Linked DNA regions of Rattus norvegicus: all the other regions are linked to region 3. The links are chromatin contacts, called in public Hi-C maps. All regions are on one chromosome and are shown on one strand. The core of a region is the stretch at or near the end of the contact, and the rest is flanking DNA. Distances in the headings are between cores, read along the strand shown. Region 1 holds the start of Bcl2l13 (Bcl2-like 13). Region 2 overlaps Bid (BH3 interacting domain death agonist). Region 3 holds the start of Pex26 (peroxisomal biogenesis factor 26).

Region 1 (3,325 bases), core at 712-3,211, 360 kb after region 3:
TTCCAAGGTACAGTCCTGAACATAAGACACAGGCCATTTTAAGATAGGTGTGGTAGCTCCCATCTGGAATCCTAGCACTAGGGAGGCGGACTATAGGTTCAAGGTTAGCATGGAGCACAGACTGAAACTGTTTTAAAACAAAACAAGAGCTGATAAAATGGTTCACCCAGTGAAAGTAACTTGAGTTTAATCCCTAGAACCCATGTAAAGATAGAAAGAGAAAGCCATACTGCCCACTGGCCCTGCATGGTGCCACAGGCCCTGGAAGGCAGAGGCGGGGTCCGATGAGCTTGAGACTATCCTGGTCCATGTAAGAAACTCTAGGACAACCAGGACTATATAGAGAACCTGTATCCCCCCACACACACCCCAAAATAAAACAAAATTGCCTAGTGCCCTACACACACGTGTAACCAAACATACATTTACACCCACAATAATAATAAATTGAACATTTTAAAGGAATAGTCATGGTTGGGTACTCCTGGATCTCTATAAAGGGGAGGTAGAAAAAGTAGGATCTGAGTTCAAGGCCAATTTAGGGTACAGGAGATCAAAAAAAAAAAAACAACAAACCAAAATAAATGTTATTTTAAGGACTATGAGCTGTCTGAAAAAAAATATTTAGAATAGTTAGACTAGAACCCTGATCATCCAGAGCCAAGGGACTTTGTAGAAAAACAGTTTAAATATTTTCAATTCACTGCTATAAACATCCAGGATACATTTATCCAGCTGTGTGTATGAAATATAAGTGGTTCACAACCCACACACTTGCCCAACTTTTTATGTGTTAAAACAAAATGGAAGAAAGGTATTTCAAGGGTGTGGCAATTCATTTAAGGTCACACAAGTTAGGGCAGAGAGCATCAACAGTCTGGTTTATACCAAGCCTCCAAGGGGAATATTGGAAATTTTGCAAAAACTTTTTTTTTAATATCAGAAAAAGAGGGGCCTGTCAGCATGGTTCAAAACTTCTAAACACAGAAAGTAAAACAGATCTTTTAGATAAACACTTGTGCATGGGAATGGTGAATTGCTTAACAGAGATATCAGTCGAAAGCATGTGAACTTCTGGGCAGATCCCTTCAATTTTTATCCCTAAGTAAAATCCCCAACTTTGAAAGCCTGGGCTTCCTTCTTCACAGTACTATAATGAAGGCAAGAAATGTGGGATCCCGTGGGAATGTGAGGAGGGTTTTTAAAAAGAAAACAAAACAAAACAAAACGAATTACTGTGAAAGGTATTGCCTTCATGGGGTAAGAAGACCTAGTTTTGTTTTGTCTTGGGGTTGGGGGTGGAGTGGGAATGGGAATGGGTGTCAAAACGGCAGTGCTAAGACCGAGAAACAAGCCTTAACACTGTGACAAGACACCACGACCAGAGCTAATCTATAAACGTTCTCAGTGAATGGCACATGCTTCCCTCCTCTAAGCAAGAATTCACGCTTCCTAGTCTACCCACCCCCAAACCCCCAAACCAGACCCTGGTTCTCAACACCGAGATCTGTGTGAAGAACACAATGTAGAGCAAGGGTGAGGAGTTTCAGTGCCTCAGGCAGCCACACAGCCCGTTCAAAAGCCGCCCGGAGTCGGGGCACACTGGATAGGTCGGATTAGTCCCAAATAGCTCCCCAGAAATTCCAAGAAGCCTCGGCGGAGCCGCATGAGCCTCCTTCCCTCCCCTCCTGATCTCTCCCGCGCGCTGGGCAACACGGTGGTCAGCTCGGTGGTCTCTAAGACCCCTTCCTCAGTGGGAGGAAACCGCTCCGCCACCCACCAGGGCCTCCCGGGAGTCCCACTCTCCTCACCTGGCTCCGGCCCTGCAGTAGAAGGGACGAAGGAGACGGCGGTGGCAGCAGGTGCTTCCCACAGGGTACAGGAGCAGCGGTGGCTGGTTCGACCCGCAGACCTAATCTACCGCCGCCGCCATGTTGGACGGTGAGGTCACCCTGACGCGCTTCCGTCACGGGCGGCGTGGGGGCGGGGCCGGCCGTGGAGCCAAGCCGGAAGCCGTTGGCTCTGTCAACTGGAAAACAAAAGCAGGGTCACTGATGCTTGCTGGTCAGTTTGCGCAAGCGTGACCTGTAAACGAAGTTGCCCTTTGCCTCTCTTTCCAAGAGCGGCTCATTCCTGGATTCCTGGACTTCATAAGTATCCTCACCAAGTCATTTCTGGTGCTTGGTAGGGCGAAGGAAGATAAGGAAGACACTGCCCGCCTGCTCACCCCTGTGTGGGACAAGAAGCAGGTGGCATCTTAGAGGCTCAGTTCTGTAGACTTGTGCATTCATTCCTGAAGAGCTAAAGCTCTCGGGTTGACAGTCAAGTCTTCACTTCCCAGTGCTGCCGACTTTGGGTTCATAGCCACATACCAGGAGATTGTCCTGAAAGAAAAGCAACTTAAAGTCAGGGTGGAATGACTTAAGTAGAGACAACTCGGGCACCGTGGTGATGAAGGAAATCTTTTAGTAGTAATCCATTTCTTACTCACACTGCCTGGCAAGCTACCTGGATTATTTGTGCTTATGTTTTGTTTCTTTACTCCACGAAAGCATGGCCAACCTGTGGTCCAAGATAAACTGAATGCTTTCACAACCAGAAAGAAAAGAATAGATTTACTTAAAACATGATAAATTTCGTTGTCCAGCAAGAAGTTTTTAGATGATGATCGCATAAAAAGGCAAGATACCTAGGCAAGATATGCGCCCTGCACTAGGCAGTTTGTGTTCCAGCCTGTGTTCTTGAGATGAAGTAACACAGTAACTCAGACAGCACCGAAGATTAGGAGCTAGGAGACCAGTAAGATCAGAAATGATGAATGTGTCCAGCTGCTTATACAGGCCTGTAATCCCAACACTCAGAAGGCTGAGGCAGGAGGATTACCATAAATTGGAGTCTGGCCTGGTCTCCAAAGTTATTTTCAGGCAGTCAAGGCTACACAGTGTAATCCTATCTTTAAAAAGAAATAAAAGATTGATTACAGAACTGGCCGTTGAGAGCCCTGACTGCTTTTCCAGAGGTCCCGAGTTCAAATCCCAGCAACCACATGGTGGCTCACAACCATCTGTAATGAGATCTGATGCCCTTTTCTGGTGTGTCTGAAGACAACTATGGTGTGCTCATATATAGTAAATAAATAAATCTTTAAAAAAAATAAAAGATTGATTACAAAACTGACTGGGGCCATGGAAATGGCTCAGGTTGCAAAAGTGCTTGCTGTAAGCCTAAATGATCTGAGTAGGATCTCTGGAGCACACGTAGTGGAAGACAAAAACCAGCTCTAGCAAGTAGATTTCTCTGACCACATTGCCCAACCCCACCTCCC
Region 2 (3,082 bases), core at 77-2,576, 290 kb after region 3:
GCGCTTCCTAGGTAAGCGCTCTACCACTGAGCTAAATCCCCAGCCCCGGTGTTTTTTACTCATCACTGTGTGTATAGGAGGGAGTCAGGCCATGGGTATGGAGGTCAGAGGGGCCTGGCGTCGGTTCCCCTTTGACCTTTCACATTGTTCCGGGGTGGACCTCAGGACAGCCGGCTTGCTGGCAGGCACATTCACCCGCTCTCTTGCCTGCTTCTGGTTTTAGCTTTTTGAGGGCCCTCCACACTATTTTCAAAAGCAGGCATACTAATTTGCATTCTCAGTAACAGTATATACGGTGAATGGATATACTTTTTTTTTAACCATGCGACAAAACCTTTATTAACATTTTAAACAGAGGTTCAGCTATTACTGAAACTCTGTTGGGGCTAAGGGGGCAGGTTTCAAGACAGGGTTTCTCTGCCTAGTCCTGGCTGTCTTGGGACTTGGTTTGCAGCCCAGGCTAGCCGAAAACTCAAGGATCCGCCTGCTTCTGCCTCCGGGTACTGGAATTAAAGGTGTGCACCGCCAAGCCTGGCTGCACTGAAACTTAAAATTTCTAAATTTAAATGCACAGATGGTTTTAGTGTAGAGTAATACCATTAGTGCCTACCGGAAACTCAGTGGAAGACCAGGTGCAGGCCTGAGTCTTTCTGGATCAAAGAGAGCACAGTGGTCTTTCAGCCGCTTGTCTGCAAAGACGAGCCTCTGCCAGTTGGGCAGGAGGTGCCCTCCTAATCCTGGGTCTTGGCTTTCACGTTCTCTATGGTGTCAGGGGGCTCTGCCTCCAGGGTCAGGGCCTTTACAAAGATTCGAATCTTCACTTGTTAACGAAGGGATCAAAGTGCAAAAGTTCAAAGCCCATCAGAGCACCTAGATGTAAGAGCCTCTCTCTGCACTGGACAAAGCCGCCCTGGGCATCTTCAGTGCAGTTCTTAAATAAATGACTTTGGTCCAGTCAGTCGTGGTAGAGCGGAAGACTTGAATGACAGGCACATTTTACCAGCCAGGCTGTCTTGCCGGCTCAAAATGATTATATCTTCTTCCCATTAAGTTGGAATACATACTGTGTGCTCCGCCTCGTCCTGCGGGTAGAAAGAGGAAGTGGTTGGTGGTTTGGGAGACCTGTGATCCTGGTGTGAGTAGAAGCTTGGTCAGGTTTACTGGAAGCAAAGCTGAGTTCTGCAGAAGTGGCCCAGGGATGCCCAGTTCAGTGCCCGCTGAGGCTTCAAGGAGGAAGACTGCAGAGCTGACTCACTGGGCTGCCGCTCTCTGCTCTGCGGAGAGCCAGTGCTGGTGGGTGGGTGTGGCTCAGCTGCAGATGTGACAGCGTCCTGTGTCCCCATGGGGCCCCACAGAGGCATCGCTTCCGGGAGCAGCCACCCACACTGTGTGTCTATCCTCTTGCAGGTGGTTCCCTGGACTCTGTGAGCCAGCGGTGGTTGGAGCTACACGCCTGCGTCATGGACTCTGAGGTTAGACTCTGGCGTCTTCTCATCTTGTTCTTCCTGGGTGTCCCTGTTAACGACGCAACCCGACCCCTCGCTTGGCCGGTCCGCCAAGATGCGCCTCAGATATCCAACAGAATTCACTCCATTGGCATCTGATAGGGACGTGGTACAGAATGGGGACATCCTTCCAGAAAAATGGAATGGCGTGACCGTCAGCCTGGCGGACATAGAACACATGTCTGCCACGTGTCGCAGCACAGAGGCTGGACAGAAAAGATCTGGAAGGCTGCCCCAGTCAGGGGCTGAGCTGGGTGCTGGCAATAGTGCTCTCTAGCCTGCTGACGTCTCCTGCTGCCCTGTAGGGCCCCTAGAGAGTGGGTCGCTCCTGTGCCCCTCCTCCCCAGTAGCCTTGCCTTCGGGGGAGGAAAGCTGGGACACAGAAGTTAGGTGGTATCTGGCTGAGACCACAGCGTAATGCTGACATTTTCTCTTCCATCTCGGCATTTGACATGCCCGCCCCACGTCAGAGCTTGTTATCTTATTGTAGGTGTCTCTGACTTTCTGAGGGTTTTTTTTTTTAATGGTAAAATAATATAGTTAGTATTATTATAACTATTGAGTGCACAGTTGAGGGACATTAAGTGAAGCAGGTTTCATTTCTAAGTTTTGTTGTCCTGCAGGCCTCATGGTGCAGGTGTTGCTATGCAACCCCCAGGGCTGCTTTTGGTCACACCATAGATCTAGCAGAGAGGCCGGTGAACGAGACCATTCCTGCTGCCTCCGCCTTAGAGTTTATCGAGCACCCGTGCAATCAGGCTCAGTCCTGTACATAAACATGGATGCGACTGAAGTGATGGCATTTGCCTGGTGCCCCGGAGGCAGTGTCCCTGGGACCTTTCCCTCAAAGCAGCCTCCCCTGTGGGTGTCTTCAGGAGGGTTCTCTAGAAGGTGGCCAGATGACCCACGGTGTCTTCTGCTGGACAGCATGCCACAGACTATTTCTCTGCCCATAGGCCTCTGACTAAGGCTTTCGGATTCTCGGAGTTATTGGTTCTCACAGGCCAGTGGGGCTCGGGTCCAACTGTGCCCTGACCCAGGCTCCTGTGAGCCTTCCTGACCGACTCCCTTTTCACCTTAGGTCAGCAATGGCTCAGGCCTGGGGGCTGAGCACATCACAAACCTGCTGGTGTTCGGCTTTCTCCGAAACAATGACCGTGATTTCCACCAAGAGCTGGAGGTACTGGGGCAGGAGCTGCCCGTGCAGGTTTACCTGGAGGGGGACCGTGAAGACGAGCTGCAGACAGATGGCAGCCGGGCTAGCCGCTCCTTCTATCATGGAAGAATAGAGCCAGGTAGGTCCTGGTCTTGTGCACCTCGTGCCAAACGAAGGCTCTGCTGACTCCTAAAGGCCTCGAGGGTCTTTGGGGTTCAGTCTCTCCCCTTATATTGGCAGGTTCTTGTGTGTGCGCCTGTCACGTGACTCCTGTCCTGTGATCTCTGCTTGATTGCCCCCCAGTACTGTCCAGCTCACCACCTCCTGTATCGGGACAACTAATTAGACAGCTCTTCCTCTGGATGAGTTCTAAGTTCAGGCCTGGAGCAATATTAAAACGTGTTTGTTTGGGTTGGGGATT
Region 3 (3,055 bases), core at 524-3,023:
GAATCATCTATGTCCAGCCGGGCAGCGGTGGCATTACTCTAATCCCAGCACTTAAGAGGCAGAGGCAGGTGGATATCTGAGTTCGAATCCAGCCAGGTCTACACAGTGAGTTGCAGGACAGGGCTACACATAGAAATCCTGTCTCAAAATGAAAAGGAAAAATAAAAATAAATAAAAAGTAAAACTATATCTAAGGGCTGGAGAGATGGCTCAGTGGTTAAGAGCACTGACTGCTCTTCCAGAGGTCCTGAGTTCAATTTCCTAGCAACCACATGGTGGCTCACAACCATCTGTAATGGATCTGATGCCCTCTTCTGGTGTGTCTGAGGACAGTGACAGTGTACTCACATACATGAAATAAATAAAATAAATCTTTAAAAAAAAAAAAAACTATATCCAAGGGCCACAAAGCAAAGCCCTCAACATTCAATGTGCACCCTTTATACTCCCTAAAAGCACAGTCAAGTCTCTCCAGTTTTTGTTTCTCTGCTGTCAACTCTGACTACTGTGCCTACTCCCTCCTCACCGTGAAGGTTTATACTCCACAGAGAAATGGTGCCCCCAGCTGCCAGAGGAGGCCAATGCATTAGAAAGAGCAATCTAAAGAAAGGGTTTCCTAAAGGCAATTCACCCAGTCCTTCAACAATACCAGAACAGTGTACCCCCACCCCCACCCCACACACCCATTTTCCATGATCTGCCAAGGCCAGGAATAAATAGGAGGGTTCCTCTTTTTTTTTTCTTTTTTTTTTTTCGGAGCTGGGGACCAAACCCAGGGCCTTGCGCTTCCTAGGCAAGCGCTCTACCACTGAGCTAAATCCCCAACCCCAATAGGAGGGTTCCTTTTTTTTTTTTTTTTTTTTTTTTTTTTTCCCCGGAGCTGGGGACCGAACCCAGGGCCTTGCGCTTCCTAGGCAAGCGCTCTACCACTGAGCTAAATCCCCAACCCTATAGGAGGGTTCCTAAAGGAGGCTGCTACCTGCTTACTTAACTTCCTCACGACTGAACACTTAACACACGTCCACCCTGTCCTCCTGCACTGTAAAGAATTGGCTGTGGCGCCCCTCCAAACTGTTGCATGATTTGACTTCAGTGTGCAGTATTGTGGGTGCAGGATGAGCAACCAGGCTCTCTCAGAGAGGATCCCCTAGGGAGGGCAAGGTGTTTGGCGCAATCTCGCAATGCCAGAAATTCTGAGACCGAGCTCCTCCCCAAAAAGGAACACAGCCCAGCACGTACGTGCCACTCGCGGGCTCCTCCGCCAGGCTCTGCCAGGCTCGTTCGCAAGTCTCTAGTGCGGCGTGGAAGTCCAGGTGCACCACCAACAGGTCGGCCGCCTCTTCCAGCAGGTGCACCGCGGGTGACACAGCCGGGAGGGCGAGCGCGGGCTCGCTGCTCCGCAGAGGGCCCACGAGCCCTTTCAAAGGGGCTGCAGAAGTCGAAGCTTCGCTCTTCATAGCCAGCCTGGCTTCGACCAGGTTTCTTCACACGTCAGGAGGACAGCTTCGGAGCTTCCTGGAAATCCGGAGTAGGCCTGGTAAATGACCCGTAAGCCTCTCACTCTTCCTCTCCACGCCTCTCCAGATCTTTTTCTAGGGAAGGAACATGAAGGCGCTGGACCCAGGCACAGCCTAACCTTTGAGGGACTGGCCTGTTCAAAACTTAAGAAGCTGTCGAAGGAAGGCCCAGCACTAGTTCCTCCTACCCATAGACCTGTGCTAGAAGCACCGAAGCACCCAGAGTAGAGAGGGGGACAACAGAGACGTGCACAGGGAACTCACGGCCATAGACAACTCCGCCCCACTCCCTTCGCCACTACGGCGCACGCGCGCGCCCTGGAGCTCAGGATTCTGGGAATTGTAGTCCTGGCTTCTTGGGCCTGTGAAGCTTCGGGGAACCTCTGGCTCCCAGAGACTGTCATCTTCCAGAAATAACTCACCAGATCACCAGCTTCGCGGTGGGAAAGATGGGGAAGCTGAAACATTAGTGAAATGCCTTTGTCCTGTGAAATAAGATCCATTCCTCGCTAACCGGAAGAGGACGGACGGAGGAAATTTCAGTAAGGAGGTGGAGCTGCCTGCACCTTTATTCGTAACCTCAGGAAAAGAAGAAAAAGAAAAGGAAAACTCTGGAGCTGGCTATTTCCTTTTCCTGGGTTCGATGATGCTATAAAGTGTGGCAGAGTGCAAAAACGCTTTCTGTCTCATTTATTCATCTCTATGAGTTAAGGACAACTATTATTCTATTTACAGATGAGATAGGTCACACAACAAATAAGTCACGAAAACATTGTTAAACCAAAGAAAGCACTTTTTTTTTTTTTTTTTTGGCTGAAAGGAGTGTCAGGGCGGAATGGAGTGTCAGGTAAAACTGATCTGTTATGGGGGCTGGAGAGATGGCTCAGCGGTTAAGAGCACCCGACTGCTCTTCCAGAGGTCATGAGTTCAATTCCCAGCAACCACATGGTGGCTCACAACCATCTGTAAGGAGATCTGATGCCCTCTTCTGGTGTATCTGAAGACAGCTATAGTATATATAATAAATAAATTTAAAAAAAAAAAAAATAAAGTCTTTTAAAAAAAAAAAAACTGATCTGTTATTTGTATTCAGCAGATGAACCAGCAACACACAAGTGAGTTACACAAACTCCTGGATCCTGTGTTGTATGTGTAAATAAGGATGTCATAAAAATAAAGCCATGCACGCGTGTTGTCATGCAATTCTTCAATACAGTACTGGACCAATGTAAGAACTGATGTTTTATGTATGTGATATGTAAAAATAAATATATATGTATATTTTCATGTGTTGTATTTATATTGTTCGTTGAGATGGCATTTCTCTGTATAGCCTTGGCTTTCCAGGAACTCACTCTGTAAACCAGGCTGGTCTCGAACTCAAGGATCAGTCTGCCTCTTCCTCCCTAGTACTGGGATTAAAGGAGTGCACTATCCTGCCTGGCTTCCTATTAAATCATTTTACACAGACTCATAAATCACCAGTATCTGGGCTCTTCTGACAGGATTTCCTAACTCTCCCACATTTTTTTTCTTTT

The links. Hi-C and Micro-C count contacts between places; a contact is called where the count stands out from the background.
Region 1: a Hi-C map of liver shows a contact between it and region 3, with 2.9 times the contacts expected there. The contact joins the promoter of Bcl2l13 here to the promoter of Pex26 in region 3.
Region 2: a contact with region 3 is called in a Hi-C map of liver, with 6 times the contacts expected there. The contact joins the enhancer-like site here to the promoter of Pex26 in region 3. A contact is called at or near these places in 10 of 12 Hi-C or Micro-C datasets (the A7r5 cell line, the Rat2 cell line, Schwann cells and 6 more).

The regions. Positions count from the first base shown.
Region 1 is chr4:155,726,933-155,730,257 of GRCr8, reverse strand. Bcl2l13 (Bcl2-like 13) reads right to left here and starts at 1,961. Exons shown (of 7, transcript NM_001398849.1): 1 at 1,812-1,961.
Region 2 is chr4:155,793,220-155,796,301 of GRCr8, reverse strand. It overlaps Bid (BH3 interacting domain death agonist), which reads left to right. Exons shown (of 6, transcript NM_022684.2): 2 at 1,408-1,472; 3 at 2,587-2,800. The coding sequence starts at 1,461. Among named protein-coding and RNA genes, the nearest start is that of Bid, 14 kb to the left of the region's middle. Within about 2 kb of position 1,326, at least 15 of the 93 cell types and tissues checked have an H3K27ac peak or open chromatin away from gene starts, as enhancers often do. A contact at or near this core is called in liver, where this site is marked.
Region 3 is chr4:156,085,711-156,088,765 of GRCr8, reverse strand. It overlaps Pex26 (peroxisomal biogenesis factor 26), which reads right to left and starts at 1,773. Exons shown (of 5, transcript NM_001106618.2): 1 at 1,240-1,773. The coding sequence starts at 1,457.